Linked DNA regions of Sus scrofa: region 1 is linked to region 2. A link is a contact called in public HiChIP or PLAC-seq data. All regions are on one chromosome and are shown on one strand. The core of a region is the stretch at or near the end of the contact, and the rest is flanking DNA. Distances in the headings are between cores, read along the strand shown. Region 1 has its middle 43 kb from the start of QKI. Region 2 has its middle 490 kb from the start of QKI.

Region 1 (7,521 bases), core at 2,229-4,728, 530 kb after region 2:
AGCAACTCTGGCTGCAGAGCCTGATGGAATTCTTTGTTAAATACCCAACGGCCGGCTGACCATTTTCTCCATCTTCAAACATTACCTGATTCAACCCAGAGGAACCCACCTACACATCAGCGAGGCCAGCGGGAGGCAAGCTTTTGAGTAGTTTCAAGGATGAGTTGAGTATCCAAATGCTCCCTGAGTCAATACACGCTAAGGAGCTTTTGACTTGGGGAAGAAATTCCAACGTTTTTGCTTCTTACATATTCGGACCTTTGACCTTGGAATATTTTGTTACGTTTCATTCCCCAGGGGAAAAAACCCCCAATCTTTCAAGTGGTTATTATACAGCCAAGTGCATGAATATGCATGAGACGTCATTATGACCACAAGGCGACACTTAAAATGTTCAAGGGTCTCTTCCTAAGATTTTGCAACTTGTTCGGTGACAATAAATCAGTGTCCAGTTCTTGGTTGCTGAGCTCTGCTTTTGATTGATCCATCCAAGTTTCCAAGAAAGTGGTTTTCAAGAGCCCTAAACCCATTTGTCCAATCATTCATTCATTTGACAGATGCAAAAGGAGCTGTTTAATTGCCAGTGTCTGTGTTTTATGCAGAAGGCCATATTGAGAGCTCTGGAGTCAGTTCTTTGCAGGTCAAGCCTCGGAATTTCTAGATTTTATTTTATTGTATTTTTTAATTTTTTTGTCTTTTTGCCATTTCTTGGGCCGCTCCCGTGGCATATGGAGGTTCCCAGGCTAGGGGTCCAACTGGAGCTGTAGCCACCGGCCTACACCACAGCTCACAGCAATGCCGAATCATTAACCCACTTAGCAAGGGCAGGGATCGAACCCGAAACCTCATGGTTTCTAGTCGGATTCGTTAACCACTGTGCCACGATGGGAACTCCCGGAACTTCTAGATTTTTAAAGCTGAAACTGAGCAGAGAGAAGTCAAGCGGCTCGTCCCCTCTCGCTGCCTCATGTGGTCAAGACTGGAAACAGGATCTGACTGCCTTTGCTCAATGAGTCCGCCAAGTTTGGGGGCCAAAGTGTAGAATTACCACGAGACCCTGGTAACCAAGAGTTGCATGTCGAACCCACTTCTGACTTTCAGAGCTTAATTTCCTTTTCTTTTTTCCTTTTTACTGCTGCATCTGCGGCATATGGAATTTCCCAGGCTAGGGGTCACATCAGAGCTGCAGCTGCAGGCCTACATCGCAGCCATGCCAGCCAAATGCAAACTATGCTGCAGCTCACAGCAATGCTGGATCCTTAACCCACTGAGTGAAGCCAGGGATGGAACCCGCATCCTCATGGAGACATCGGGTTCTTAACCCACTGAACCACAACAGGAACTCCCAGAACTTGATATTTCAACAGAGAAATCTGACATCGTATTATCAGAATCTTCAAGGCTGTCAAACATAAACTCCCCATTCAGAATTGACCTCAGTTCCCGAGCCTTGCAGCAAATTCACACCTGGAGAAGACCTTTCCACCTTTAGGACTGACCATCCCACATCCCTGTCCTACGGGGGAAGGCAGTGGAGCTGGAGAGAGGGAACGGCTCCCACCAGCAGCCTCCCGGTTCTCTCTTGGTGGGTGGGAATCCTGCTCAAGCAGTCCATGGCCTCTGACGATAACTTTTTGTTCCAAATTAGCCCAGAAAAAGCGATTTACAAATAATTTACAAAAACAGCCCTTTCTTGCATTTTTGCTCCTGGGCTCCTGTCTCTGATTCACAGGCCACGTCTTTGAGAAGGGGAGCAGGTGGAATCCAGGTGTCAGGCCTGGGCTCCTCCAGGGACTGGTCACAGCCCAATGGGGTTTAAGGGCAAACTCTTAAAATCAGCCCTGTAGTGACAGGGGGCCAGGCCCCATCGCAGGGCTCCTGGAGTGTCGCCTTTGCCGTCTCCTCCGGAAAGCCCTCCAAGGCTGGAGGCTGGCTCTCTCACACTCTTGGTTGTTGTCACCCCTTTTTTAGGGCTGCGCTGGCAGTATATGGAAGCTCCCAAGCTAGGGGTCGAATCGGAGCTACAGCTGCCAACCTACACCACAGCCACGGCAACGTGGGATCCATGCTGCATCTGTGACCTACACCACAGCTCATAGCAACGCCTGATCCCCAACCCACTGATCGAAGCCACATCCCCACGGATACTAGTCAGACTTGTTTCCGCTGCGCCACAATGGGAACTCCCAAAAGCCAACACATTTCAAACCTGGTTTCTGTTCTACGCCATCGTCTTGCCAATCACGTGGCTGTGGAGAGGCGTGGGAGGCACCGTGAAGCCACCAGGAGACCGACTCTCAGGGAGGCCGACAAGCGACCGCCCTTCTGTGAGGCTTGGTCCCCTCACCTGCAAACTGGCGGTGATCTTCCAGGGTGATCAGGGCTCAAGGGGAGCACCCACGGGGCATCCTCGGGTTCTGGAAGCTGTTCAACCCCCCCCCCCCCCCCCGCCTCAGGCTTCCAAACTTCTTTCCAGGCGTGTTGAACCCGCCTTGGTCATCCCCAAATGCCGATGACCATTTATCTTATTCACAAACCATTTTGTGTATCCCTGGATTGTTTTACAGTTTTAACATTTTATTGTTTTGTCTTGTTACTTTTAGCTTTTATTAAAGCTGCCAATTTTTATAATCAATTTTCTGTTTGTATTGTTTACCTTCCTTGACATTGTGATTTGAAAGGATGTCTCTCTCTCTCTTTTAACGCTCTTATCTGCTCTGTGTTTTAGAAGGTCAAGAAGTTTGCTGACCGACTAACAGAATGATCAAAACGTCCCACACCCAGGCTTTCCTTCTCAAACCCCAGAACTGCAGGGTCAGGGAGTCCTCTGCGGTCCGGGTGGGCCGCAGGGCTGATGGATGCTGGAAAAAATGTTGACGATGAGATGCGGAGATGACCCATGAAGTAACCCTGCCCAACGCGGGGCACCCTTCTGCGAGGCCCAAGGCCCGCCATGTAGACCTGTGGGTCCCCCTGCAGGGTTTTCCGTCCCGCTCCGGGCTGCCCCTCTCCCGTGGGGGAAATGCCCCCCTTCCCTGGTAACCCGCGTCTGCTTTCTGTTTGTGCCTCTGCCGACATTTACTTTTATCCACATTTTTTTGGCTCAGCATCTTGGTTCAGATGCCGACCTTAGGCCTTTGCACAAATGCCTTGCAAACACATACGTCGGTCAATGTCAGTATCAGATCGGGTTCGCTCACCCTGGACGCGTATTTATTTATTCCCGTTTTACAAGCTAAGCGTCTCCTCCTGGGCCCGGCCCTTCATTCCCTTAGTTCTGAGTTGTCCGCTCCGCTCACAGGCGCTGAGCTCCTCCGAGGTGCGGGGCTGGGGGCTCCACCCGCCGCCCTCTGAGCGCCTGTGCTGATTGCTGCTCTCCGTCTTCCTTTTCATTGCTTCGGCGTCCTCGGTGTGACTGCGCTCCGAGGTGCCCACACAGCGCATAATATCCCATGACAGGATGCCTTTCCGGGTGCAAACCAAAATAGCACTGGCCTTTGTGCGGCCTATTCCTTTCTAATCTCGTCCTGACACGCCGCCCAGCCTCACCTCTCAAACATTTCGGTCCCTGTCTGACCCACGTCGTGAGGGCTGGGATAGATCTAAGGCGATCTTCTGCGGCTTCTGTATTTGCGAGCTTTGAATCCATTCACATGTTTTCTCCTCACCACCATCTGAATTGCGTCCCTGGTGGGAAGTCAGACGCTTGTTTTTCAATCCGGTTTCCTTCTGCTCACAAAGATGTGAAAGAAACTATATCCAGGCTTGGAAGAGAGGCTCAATTACATTCTAGGAAAGTAACAATTTAGACAGTCTCGTTTTAAGCAACCGCGTCTCTTTTTTTTAAAAATTTAGAGCTGGATGAGAACTGAGGAATCGCTCCCCCAAACCTGAGCTTCTGCGGGGAGGGTGTGCTGAATCAGGATTAGATTCGGGGCCTCCCGCCTCAGTTTGGTCTGTGGGTCCCCTTTCAAGTCTACCTTTTTTAAAAAAAAATATTTTTACTTTTATTTTTTAATTAAAGTATAGTTGATGTACAGTGTTCTGTCAATTTCTGCTATACAGCAAAGTGACCCAGTCATACATACATATACACAATTTTTCTCACATTATCCTCATCGGGTTCTATTACAGGGATTGGCTGGAGTTCCCTGTGCTGTACAGTAGGACCTCATTGCTTTTTTTTTTTTTTTTTTTAAGGGCTGCACCCAAGGCATATGGAAGTTTGCAAATTTCCCAGAGTTCCCAGGCTAGAGGTCAAATCAGAGCCACAGCTGCCAGACGATGCCTCAGCCACAGCAATGCCAGATCCAAGCCACATCGCAACGTACACCACAGCTCATGGCAATGCCAGATCCCTAACCCACTGAGCAAGGCCAGGAATTGAACCTGCATCCTCATGGATACTGGTTGGGTTCATTTCCACTGAGCCACGTTGAGAACACTACTTATCCATCCTAAATGTAATTGCTTGCGTCCACTCGCCCCATATTCCCAGTCCATTCCACTCCGCTCCTGCCTTGGCAACTACAAGTCTGCTCTCCATGTCTGCGAGTCTGTTTCTGTTCTGTGGAAAGGTTCATCTGTGCCATATATTAGATTCCACATAGAAGTGATATCATATGGGTATTTGTCTTTCTCTTTCTGACTTACTCCACTTAGTATGAATTCTACTTTTTTAAATCAAAGATAGGTATGTTAAAAAAAGAGTAAAACCACACCCAAGGCCACATCAATCACACATGTTTCCCGTGCCCTGAGCCCCAAACGTGCCTTTCATCCCAGGCTCCTGGGGCCTCTGACTTGTGTTGCTTAACCCCTCGGGGACCCTGCAAGCTCACTCTGGTCCAGGCGGCCTCCCAGTGCGATGGAACCCGGGCCTCTCTTCCCAGCATCTGTTAACCCCCGGTGATGGCCATGTGTCTGCAACAGTTGTCGCTGGCAGCCATGCCCCCTCATGTTGCCTGACTGACTGCATCTCTTTCTTGATAGGGACTGCGTTTTATTTTTGGACAGCTCGGGTTGTTAGAAAGTTTCCCCTCTGATCAAGCCAACTCTGCCTTATCCTACTGCCCTTCCTGGGTCCGTGTTGCTCCGTGACCTTCAAGCAGACTTGGGTCTTTCCCTGCCCTGCTCCTTGACCATGGCCGTCCCCTCCCCTGACCTGCCTCATTTTGACCCCTCGTCCTATTTTCACTTTTCACCGAAGCTTTGCCATTGACAACCCAGCTGGAGTTTCCCCCCGGCTTTTTCTTGACACTTTCTCTAGGACACCTCCTCTGGCATCGACCGCCCCACCACCCCGGCTCCTAGATCTTGAAGGTGTTGAGTTTGCTGCCCCCCCAAGTCAGGAGTAGCCGGGGTGATGGCTCGCCCCACCAGTGTTGGGCCCCGTCAGTTTGGGAATGAGCCTTGGCCTTGCAGGTCTTAGCTCTGTCCTCTGGAGCAGCATCGGGTACATCTAATCCCTGCTGGTATTTCAGGAGCATCACCCCACCCCTCCGGCACGGCTCTGCTCCCTGTCCTGTGCGCTCTTTTAAAGGGTGGATATAAATGCCTGTGTGTGGAGATGGTGCTTGACCTGCACAGGGACCAGGGGCGTTCTCCTGCCTTGGCTGGAACAGTCTATTTCATCAGTGCCGAGTCTTGCCATGGGTTTTGTTTAGCAGCGTGATCACACCCTGAGCTGTGGCCAACCAAATACATCCACCTCTTCCCCTCTCAACTGCGGAGGTGCCGTAAGCCTGGTCCCGATTCTTCTCTGCTTCCAAATCTGGTGCATCCTCTTAACTCCTATTTCACCAGGATAGCTTATGCTAGCTGACGGATGTCTTTTCGAATCCTGATTCTTTCTTGTGCCTTTACCCTTGTTTTTATTAATATATGAATTGTGGGCTTCCAAAGCCTAGGCGGGCATGTTCAGTAAGGGCACAGGTTCACTGCTCTGAACAGCTTTGCATGTGCCCTGGTGTCCGTGAAATAAGGAATGGATGGTGGATGGCAGGGGCCGGGTTTCCCCTGTTGGAGGGATGTTACAGATGCCCAAGGGGCAAGGCGGGGTTAGAGGCAGAGGCATCAGGATGCATGTGCGTTTAGCTTAGTACAGATTCGGATAGCTGGATACAAGAGTAATTGCAGGAGTTCCCACTGTGGTTCGGCAGTAACGAACCCCACTACTATCCGTGAGGACGTGGGTTCAATCTCTGGCCTCGATTGATGGGTTAAGAATCTGGTGTTGTCCTAAGCTGTGGTGTAGGCCTGCAGCTCCAATTTGACCCCTAGCCTGGGAACTTCTGTGTGCCGTGGGTGCGGTACTAAAAAGATTGAAAAAAATACATCTACCTGGGCTCTGGGAAACCTAGCTAGGTTGACACAGCCCAATACCACCAGTCAACTTCTTATTTTGGTACCTACACACATTTCCTGTAACCATCCTTAACGTCCAAATAAATAGAGTCATGCTTTCAAAAAGGAAAAAAAAAAAAAAAATCTACCCAAGTCCACGCTGACATAAAGAAATGACTGAATTAATACACAGATTGGGGGTGAAGGGACGAATACCTTTGAGAAGAATTCCAAAGCATTTACACAGACACTCCCCAGCCCCGCTCTCTGCCCTTGAGTGTGGCTGGACTTCCAAAGAGCTGAGTCCAGAAGAGAGAGAGGAGTACATCCCCACTGGACAAGCCTGGTAACCCCTCCCTTGGCCGGGTGATGGGGCTACTGGTGTCGCTGGCCATCAGTGGGTGGTTTCACACTTGCTGTGATGAGAGGCGGAGGCACTTCACCTCCGTGATCTCCCCACATCCATTAACCGCAGTCTATTCGTGAGGAAAACATCCGAAAAAGTGAAATCGAGGGACGCTCTGCAAAGGAGCTGACTGGTAGTCCTCCAAACTGTCAAGCCATCCAAAACGAGGGAAGACGGGGGAAACTGTCACCGAGCGGAGGAGGCCAAGGAAACCTGACCACAAAAATGTGCTTTTCTGTCTCTAAAATGGTTTCTCCCCCCAAATCACTAAAAACAAAAATAAAGGAAGGGAAAATTCATAGCTTTAAAAGGATGATCGAGGAGTTCCCGGGTGGCCTCGTGGTTGAGAACTGGGCGTTGTCACTGCTAGGGTTCAGGTTTGATCCCTGGCCCCGGAACTTCCACATGCAGCTGGCATGGCCAATCACACACACACACACTCACAACCAAAAAACCCAACCAAACAATAACAACAACAACAACAAATTAAGATGAGGTTCAATAGGCAAGAATGAAGAATCTGAGATATTCCACTAGCGACCTCTTGCCCCTGGTCTTGGTCCAACAATCAGCCTTCTTCTACTGCATCAGGCTGAGCACAAGCTCTCTGCTCACGGACGACACGGCTGCTCAGCTGGACGACTCCGTCATCGAAGCTGGGTCTTTGCCAACACTGTCTGTCCCCCCGGGTTTGGGTGTATCTAGTCCTGGAGCCTTACAGGTCCAAGGCTGTGTACTCCACTGTGCTTATCCAGACCAAGGCTAGCCAT
Region 2 (7,477 bases), core at 3,585-6,084:
ATGCTGCAGCACGAGACTCAAAGGGATCGAACGTGTGGCACGACCCCACGGCCTCAAAAAGCCGAGGGGCTCCGCAGCCCCACCAGCCGGGCCTGCACCTCGGGGGGTGTCCCTGCGGCCCCACCGCCGACTCTGGCGGGCCAGGCCGACCGGACTCCCTCTCAGCCCTGTCCATTCACTCCAACTCTGCCACCCAGAGTGTGACGCTGCCCGGACAAGCTTGAGGTCAAAATCGGAACAAGTGAAAGTAAATGAAGAGCCTGGCCTTGCTCTTCTACCTACAGAAGACCCAAAGGACCGACCGTGGGGCTCTTCCCTTTATTTGGCAAACTCCCAACTCGGAGCCCTTGGGTGGGAGAAGCAAAGGGAGGTGGAACAGGAAGTACTGGCCCCACCCCCGGGCGCTTTCCTAGGGGACACCTGGGGAAGGGGACCGTGTGGCTCACAGGCACCCAGGGACAGAATCCATCCCATCCTTGGTCCAGAGCTGGACCACCACCAGCGGCCCGCCCAGCCCTGTCCTTCTTCAGGGTTGACGCCGCATAGGCTGGTCCACCTCACCTGGTTGGAAAAGACGGGTTTGACTTGTTCTGCTCTCTCACCTCTTCCAGCGACACACACGCCCACGGCCGGTCCAAGCCCTAGAGAGCCTCATCCAGGCCCCAGGAGGACTCAGAAATGACCTGCAGCTTAAATGTAAACGAACGTTGACCCAGTGCCCCCAGGGTGTCTTTTAATTAGGCTGAAGATTTCAATTTTGAGGTTGAGCTTTTAAATTTTGTGGGCTGGACAAAGAAAAAGGCGTGTCTGGGAGAATTAACACAAAAGCGTCATCACTGACAGCGCATTGGAAGATGTCATCAAATGATGAGTGTTTCCTTTTCTCTCAGGTGTGTTTTCAAAACTTTCTAAGGTCACTTTTTATGACCAGCCTAGAAATAAAAAACTTGCCTGTGCAATGTAATTCTTAAGATAAATATTTTATTTTTATTATTATTATTATTATTATTGCTTAGCTCTGAGCAAGAAATCTCCCATGAATTTTTGAACGTAATAATACGTATGTAATAACCAAAACACTCTTCTGTTACACAAACCTAAACCATATGAAGAGAAGATACCTTGCTCTGCAACAGAAACACGAGACTTTTTCCAACCCATCAGGATATGAGTAAGAAAATTTGGGACTACATTCTTCATATTTACCAAGAAATGAAATTGACACGCTAGCGGTAACTAGTATGAGACATCTTGTCCCTCAGGACAGAACCTGCTTCATCTGTGTCTCCTGGTCTCTCACTGATGGCTCCTGGCAGGATGCCCTACACGTAACAAGTATTCACTGAAGATGACAATTTGTATCTGCCCTCGAGACTGAGACAAGATCCCTGCCTGGCTGATATTACTGGCCTTGTGCCACACAGACCACAAATGCAAGCAGCAGGTGGCTTTGGGTGGCAATAAAATGAATTGTGTGAGGCCGCCAGTTGGGAAACCGTGGCAGAGCCCCTCTCCTTCCCAAACTGCGCCCACCTGTGAGCAACGAAGGAAGGCAGGCTCCCCAGAAGATCTGACACCTGACAAACCTGCACTTCAATCGGCTGGGGTGTCTAATTAGAATCCCAGAGGCAAAGGACTTTCAAACAAAACATTTCACAATGCAAAGATGCAACTCTACCCCCTTATATGTTTAAACTATTTCACTGGGGAGAAGGTGTAAAAGGAATTTTCATAAGGGCATTTAGTCTCTGATTCTTAAATATTTCAAATATGGGAATTGTGCCCAATACATTTTGGCAGTTCTGACGGGAATTTAAAAATCTTATTTTTTATAAGGAGATTATTTTGTTAGAGACTATTACACAATTTCCCTTTCCCTTTAGAAAGCTCCACTGTTTATGGATGTTAGCTAAGCACCATTAACCCAAAAAGTTACCTGTGCTTTTTTTTTTTTTTTTCTAGTAAAGATAAAAACATCCTGTTACTGGTTTGAAACTCTTTAACAACAGGACAACAGAGACCCCAGACCTCTCTCTTCTGCAGCATCTTAATGAAATCTAACTGGAAAATGATAAAGCAACAGAAATCCCAGGCTTTGAGAGTTTTTTTTCTTTAATTGCCAATTTTCCCCTTGCACTGAGGCATTAATCCTTGAAGAATAGAAGTAGACTTGCCAATAACCCAGCAGAGAAGGGTCCTGGGAGTGAGAAAAGGAAGGAAGCTCATAATTGTGGGAGAACTCCCTCCCTCTCCCCAGAAACCGCTATTGAATCTTGTGGGCCCTCCCACCCTGCCTCCCCCAGGATCTGGAAGCTGGCCCGGATCAGCATTGGTATTCAAATTAGTCTGCCAGTCTCAGGCTGGCAAGGCTCTTGGTGGCCTGTCAGTACAGGGCTTGAAGAAAAGGTACCAGATCTCAGATTCGGGGAGATCCAGCCAGATTTCAAGCCCTCCCGGAATATATGTCATCAGCCTGTAAAACCAGCTGCCTTGAGGTGGGAAACGCTTTCTTCTCCATGGTCTTTAATTTTATTAAAACAAAAATACCCAGAAGACAATGCATTTCCAACAGAGATTTAACAAGAAACAGGAAGGGGCTGCAGAGTCAAGCTACTCCTTCAGCTCAACACTGGTTTCTATGGGAACAAGAGCGGCTTTGTGTGGCTTGAGCAAGTCCCCACTCCCCCCTGCCTTTCATGCCAGGGCCTAGTGCCCTGGGATTGTATTTGTGTGGTCAACTTTTCTTCTGCGTCGCTCACTCTCCCTGCCCCCTTCGGTCCCCAGCAACAACACCCATCACCACGGAAGCAAAAAGAAAAGACGACCTCATTGCTTCTGAGCAGAATGAAATCACGAAGCACAAACGTGTCCGGGGACTGAGAGCCGACATTCTGCCCACAGGACCAGGGCCATCATGTCCTTTTTCATCCCTGCCTCAAGCAGCTTATGACTACGATGTTTTAACTCTTCTCGTGATACGCAATTACATATCCCTCTCAAGTTGAATTCTCACATGCATAAAATGCTGTGGGCACACTGGAAAATTATAGAAAAGCAGTAACAGTAATCACCTCAGTGGAAAATGACTGGAGAAGTATGGTTCAAAGCTAACTGAACTCAGTTTTAAAAAAAAAAATTGTCATGGCCGCACCCGAGGCACATGGAAATTCCCCAGGCTGAGAATCAAACCCAAGCCTCCCCAGAAACTCAAGCCACTACAGTTGGCTTCTTAACCAACTGCACCACAGCAGGAACTCCAACTCAGTAAACTGTTAAATGTTGATGTTTTCTGTTTGTTTGCAAGTGCACTTGTGTGTTATGGGGCCAGGGGAGAGAGAAACTTTTAGAAGGTCCTGCATCTGCCTCCCTTGCATAAGGGGGGTTGACCAGTGCTCAGACTGCAAGGCCAGGTAAAACTTAAAGTCCGTCTTCTCTATTTGACTGAGTATCTTTAATTTGGCACTTTTCTCCTAATTCATTCCGACTTTTAAATTAAAAAAGGGAAATATTTATGAATCTATTACTCAGAAGCTGCCATGCAAAACAGTTGAGCACATAAATCCTCATCATTTTGCTAAGTGTCAGGATTTTTTTTTATTAAAGGAAAAGCATATTTCTTAACATTGTTCATAAATCACCACTAAAATATTTCGTGCTACAAGCTCCTTAGCTTTCAAAGACACTCTTTCCTTTAAAAGCTTACAGAGTGCTTCAAAGTCTACCTCTGGCAAAGCCCAGTGCTCTTCACAGGTCAGCTTCAGATTCAAAGACATTTCTGTCTTATTTGTAAGTATTTATTTGGAGATCTGCAATTCATTCTCTTCTGCAAGATGCAATGTCAATTTTCATCATTTAGATTCAAACTCGTGAAAAAAAAGTTTAACCTATTTATGTATAATGGAGTCACAATCTTACAGTTTTGAAAGGTATCTTGAGACATAGGACATGAAAGGAGTTATTAAAGATTGAGGGCCATTTCAAGCCCTAGTGAATATGAAATATGATTTGTTCCTAAAAGCCAGAAATCATCCTCCAATCCCTCTCCCTCACTCACCTTCTTCATGAATACAACACCTCTTTATCACAAAGATGTTAGGACACTGACAGTCTACGTGGGTGTGTCCTCTCCCACAAAACTGTGCGGGATTCACTGAAAACATCATTTCCCAAAACAGACCGAAGCTCCTGGAGGGGTTGATTCGCTTCCCACACTTAACTCATACCCTCTTTTCTCTTCTTTTCCTTTCTTTTGTTTTCTTTCCTTTCTTCTTTTGCTTTCTTTTCTCATCTCTTTTCGTTCTCTGAGAACCTTCCCGGACAGAAGTGTTCAAAGTCAAGATGCCTTGAAGACCAGAGATGGCTTTATTATTGTTAGTGAGGTTTCTGCTCTGTCCCTACATCCATGGGGAATTAACAGCTGTGTCCACTATTCCTCTATCCCGTGTACGTTTCCCATCTCTAGTCAAGAACACAAAATGTGACATCACCCACCTGCTTCCCCTACACCAGGCTCCCCTTAACTTTGTTCCTACAGCCACTGAGAGGTGAGTGAGATGGCATGGCCTGGTGCATTCCATGCTGGTGGAGGAGGGCAAGTCAGCACAGAATTACATGATTATTCGTTAAAATACAGTTGGGTTAAGCCCCTGCTTTGCTCAGGGGCCTGGGGAAGGGTGCTCCATCTTCCTTCCATTCTGAAGGACAGAAACCCCTCCAGATTAGAACACCTAGTGTTCTGGGACCCCTCCTTTCCTTATCCCTCAGGCCCTACCCTTCCCTGTTCAAGGCTGGCTGCCTTGCTCTGGCTGCTTTTTAGCCCTGGCTCCATTCCTTCTCCTTGAAACATCAGTAGGTCTCTGGAAGTCCTGAAGAGATTTTCACCAGGCTTTATTTCATCCTCTATTTACCTTCTGTAATCACATACCATCAAAATCAACCAGAGAAAGGTCATAGCCACCATATAATTTCTCAGATTCATGAGGTCTCTGCGTGGAAAGCCGCCTACGCCTCTCTCTCCCCTTTTCCCATCTCTCATCTTTTCTCCAGTGGGCAGCCTGCAAGTTTCTCTGACTATTCCCTCTTTTCCTTCATCTGCCTCTGTGGTCTAAAAGCCCCTTCCACCAGGGTACCAAATCCACTCTCCTGAAGGTCTCCACAGGCAGCTCAAACAGCTGTAGCCTCTTTCCTCTGTTCCTCTCCATTTTCTATCTGAAAAGTTTTGCTTTCCTGTTCCCAAGATGTGGACACTTTATGCTGCTCCTCCCACCTCTTTCCCTCACCCTGTTTCCTTTCCTAAATCTTGACACTCTGCCTTCCGGTTTCCTTACTTTTCCCTCTGTCCTCATCTCTCCTCATTTCATTTCACCTCCAATGCCAAATCAGTTAACAAATCTTATCTTTTCTTAAGCATCTACCTCGTCCCTTCCATGACACACCAGTGTCTGCTCCTGCATATCAGATACTTGTCACCCCACCTGGGTTACCATAATGACCTCCTAATAGGCGGATTCTAAATCCAAAGTTCAATTGGGTTCCCAGAAAGAGAGTGACTGGAAAACTGCAGGAATACATGGTACTCAAGCATGGAGACCATCTTACTCAGCTTTGAGTTTCCCATGATGCCTAGCATGTCACAGATCCGCACATAATCTGGGGGATCCTATGTTTAGGGAACTCTAAAAGATGTTCATTCTTTCATTCAGAAACATCTACTGCCTCACTATTAAGCCACAGAGACACATCAGCAAAGTATACACACAGAGGTCTCTGCACTTCTGGTAATGCCATTCTAGCAGAGGCAAAGACATTGGGCCAATATTCAATAAAATTATCAATTACAACTAAAATACAAGAAGAAGCAGAGGCTGAATGACAACTGTGCTCGTCTGGGGCCGGGGGCACAAAAAGGAAGCCAGAGATGGGACTGAGAGGACCCAAGAGGTGGGAACATTGGAGCAGTACAGGCAGGGATGGAAAGCAGAAAACAGAGGTGCTGAAGGACTGCTGGTAAGGCTGGAGTGTAGTGAGAAAGGGAAGTGTCACACAGCAGGACTCCGAGGAGCCTTCCAAGGACAGACCTTCCTCCACCTTCCTCTTGTTTGTAGAAAAACCATAGCCTCCTCAGGCTCCCTGAGTCCCAAATAATAAAGTTCATCCAAGAAGTGAGAAAATGCACAAATGAAAATAGTCAAGAAAATCAAAATAATAATAGTTTAGCCATAAACAAAGTCAAGGACATTTAGTTCCTCCTCAGGGGATATAGTAATATTCTGAGCCATGTCCTTTGGGCTGTTTTGCAGATACTGGAACCCCCACCAGATGGAAAAATTAACTGCATGCTGCCCATGAACATGCTGAAACTAGAAGGTTCATGATGTTAACTTCTGGTTATCTCACCACCAACCAATCAGAAGAATGCCCATGAGCTGATCACACAGCCTGCAACCCTCTCCCTCATCCTGTCTTTAAAAACCTCCCCTTGGGAGTTCCCAGTGTGGCTCAATGAGTAAAGGACCCAACATTGTCTCTGAGGATATGGGTTCCCTGTCCTGACTCAGTGGGTTAAGGATCCACATTGCCATAAGCTGCAGTATAGGTCAAAGATGCAGCTCAGATCCACAGCTATCTACTGTGGCTACATAGTTCCCACTCCAAGCCTGGGAACTTCCATACACTGCATGTACAGCCATAGAAAGAAAAATAAAATAAAAATAAAAAATTTTCCTTGAACCCCATTGAGAAGTTTGGGTCTTTTGAGCATCGGCCACTTAGACTCCTAGTTTGGTCCTGCAGTAAACACTGCACTGTCCTTCATCCCAACCCAGTGTCAGTAGATTGGCTTTGCTGTGAGCTGGTGAGTGGACCCAAGTTTGGTTCAGTAACAGAAGAAGTAGTGCAAGATGAAAGAACTTAGGTCACTTAAGGCCAAGTCATCCACGATAAGAACAATGGGCTTTATCTAGAACAGAGGGATGCCATTACACAAAAAACATAGGTGGTACTTTTCAAGCTTCTTCTCATCCATTTTGGGAAAGTCACACAACTTCTCCATTCTTGTTGCAATAACATTAGAACTTTTAGAATAAGTGTAATTGATATTAAGGGTGGATGGTTGGAATGGAAATGGTTGAAATGGGAAAACATTTTACTTCCCTATAGTTGGGAGAGGCATAGCAATAGCAGGACTAAAATCACAGAGAGCCAGGAGAGAAGGGAGAGAGGCCAGCATCCCACTTGCACTACGTGACAAGACATAAATAGCCAACGATGACAAGATCATCTGTCTTTGGAAGCATTCAACTTGAACATCTTCAGGCGAGTAGTGCAACAGTATGACCTCAACCCTGAGAAAATCTTCTCCTGCAGGACCTTGGGGAAATGCTCTTTTCAAGGGAGAGCTTCTTGAAACTTTGTAAACATCTTCTAATCAGGATGGCAGCAAAACTTAGCAAGCTAGCAGCCCCCAGAGCTTTCTAAC

The links. HiChIP or PLAC-seq counts read pairs in DNA pulled down with a chosen protein or histone mark.
Region 1: an H3K27ac HiChIP or PLAC-seq map of skeletal muscle shows a contact between it and region 2. The contact joins two enhancer-like sites. A contact is called at or near these places in 2 of 2 datasets of contacts at active chromatin or transcription factors (alveolar macrophages and skeletal muscle).

What each region holds. Positions count from the first base shown.
Region 1 is chr1:4,922,628-4,930,148 of Sscrofa11.1, forward strand. No RefSeq gene overlaps it. Among named protein-coding and RNA genes, the nearest start is that of QKI, 43 kb to the left of the region's middle. Within about 2 kb of position 3,479, at least 7 of the 83 cell types and tissues checked have an H3K27ac peak or open chromatin away from gene starts, as enhancers often do. A contact at or near this core is called in skeletal muscle, where this site is marked.
Region 2 is chr1:4,392,122-4,399,598 of Sscrofa11.1, forward strand. No RefSeq gene overlaps it. Among named protein-coding and RNA genes, the nearest start is that of QKI, 490 kb to the right of the region's middle. Within about 2 kb of position 4,835, at least 2 of the 83 cell types and tissues checked have an H3K27ac peak or open chromatin away from gene starts, as enhancers often do. A contact at or near this core is called in skeletal muscle, where this site is marked.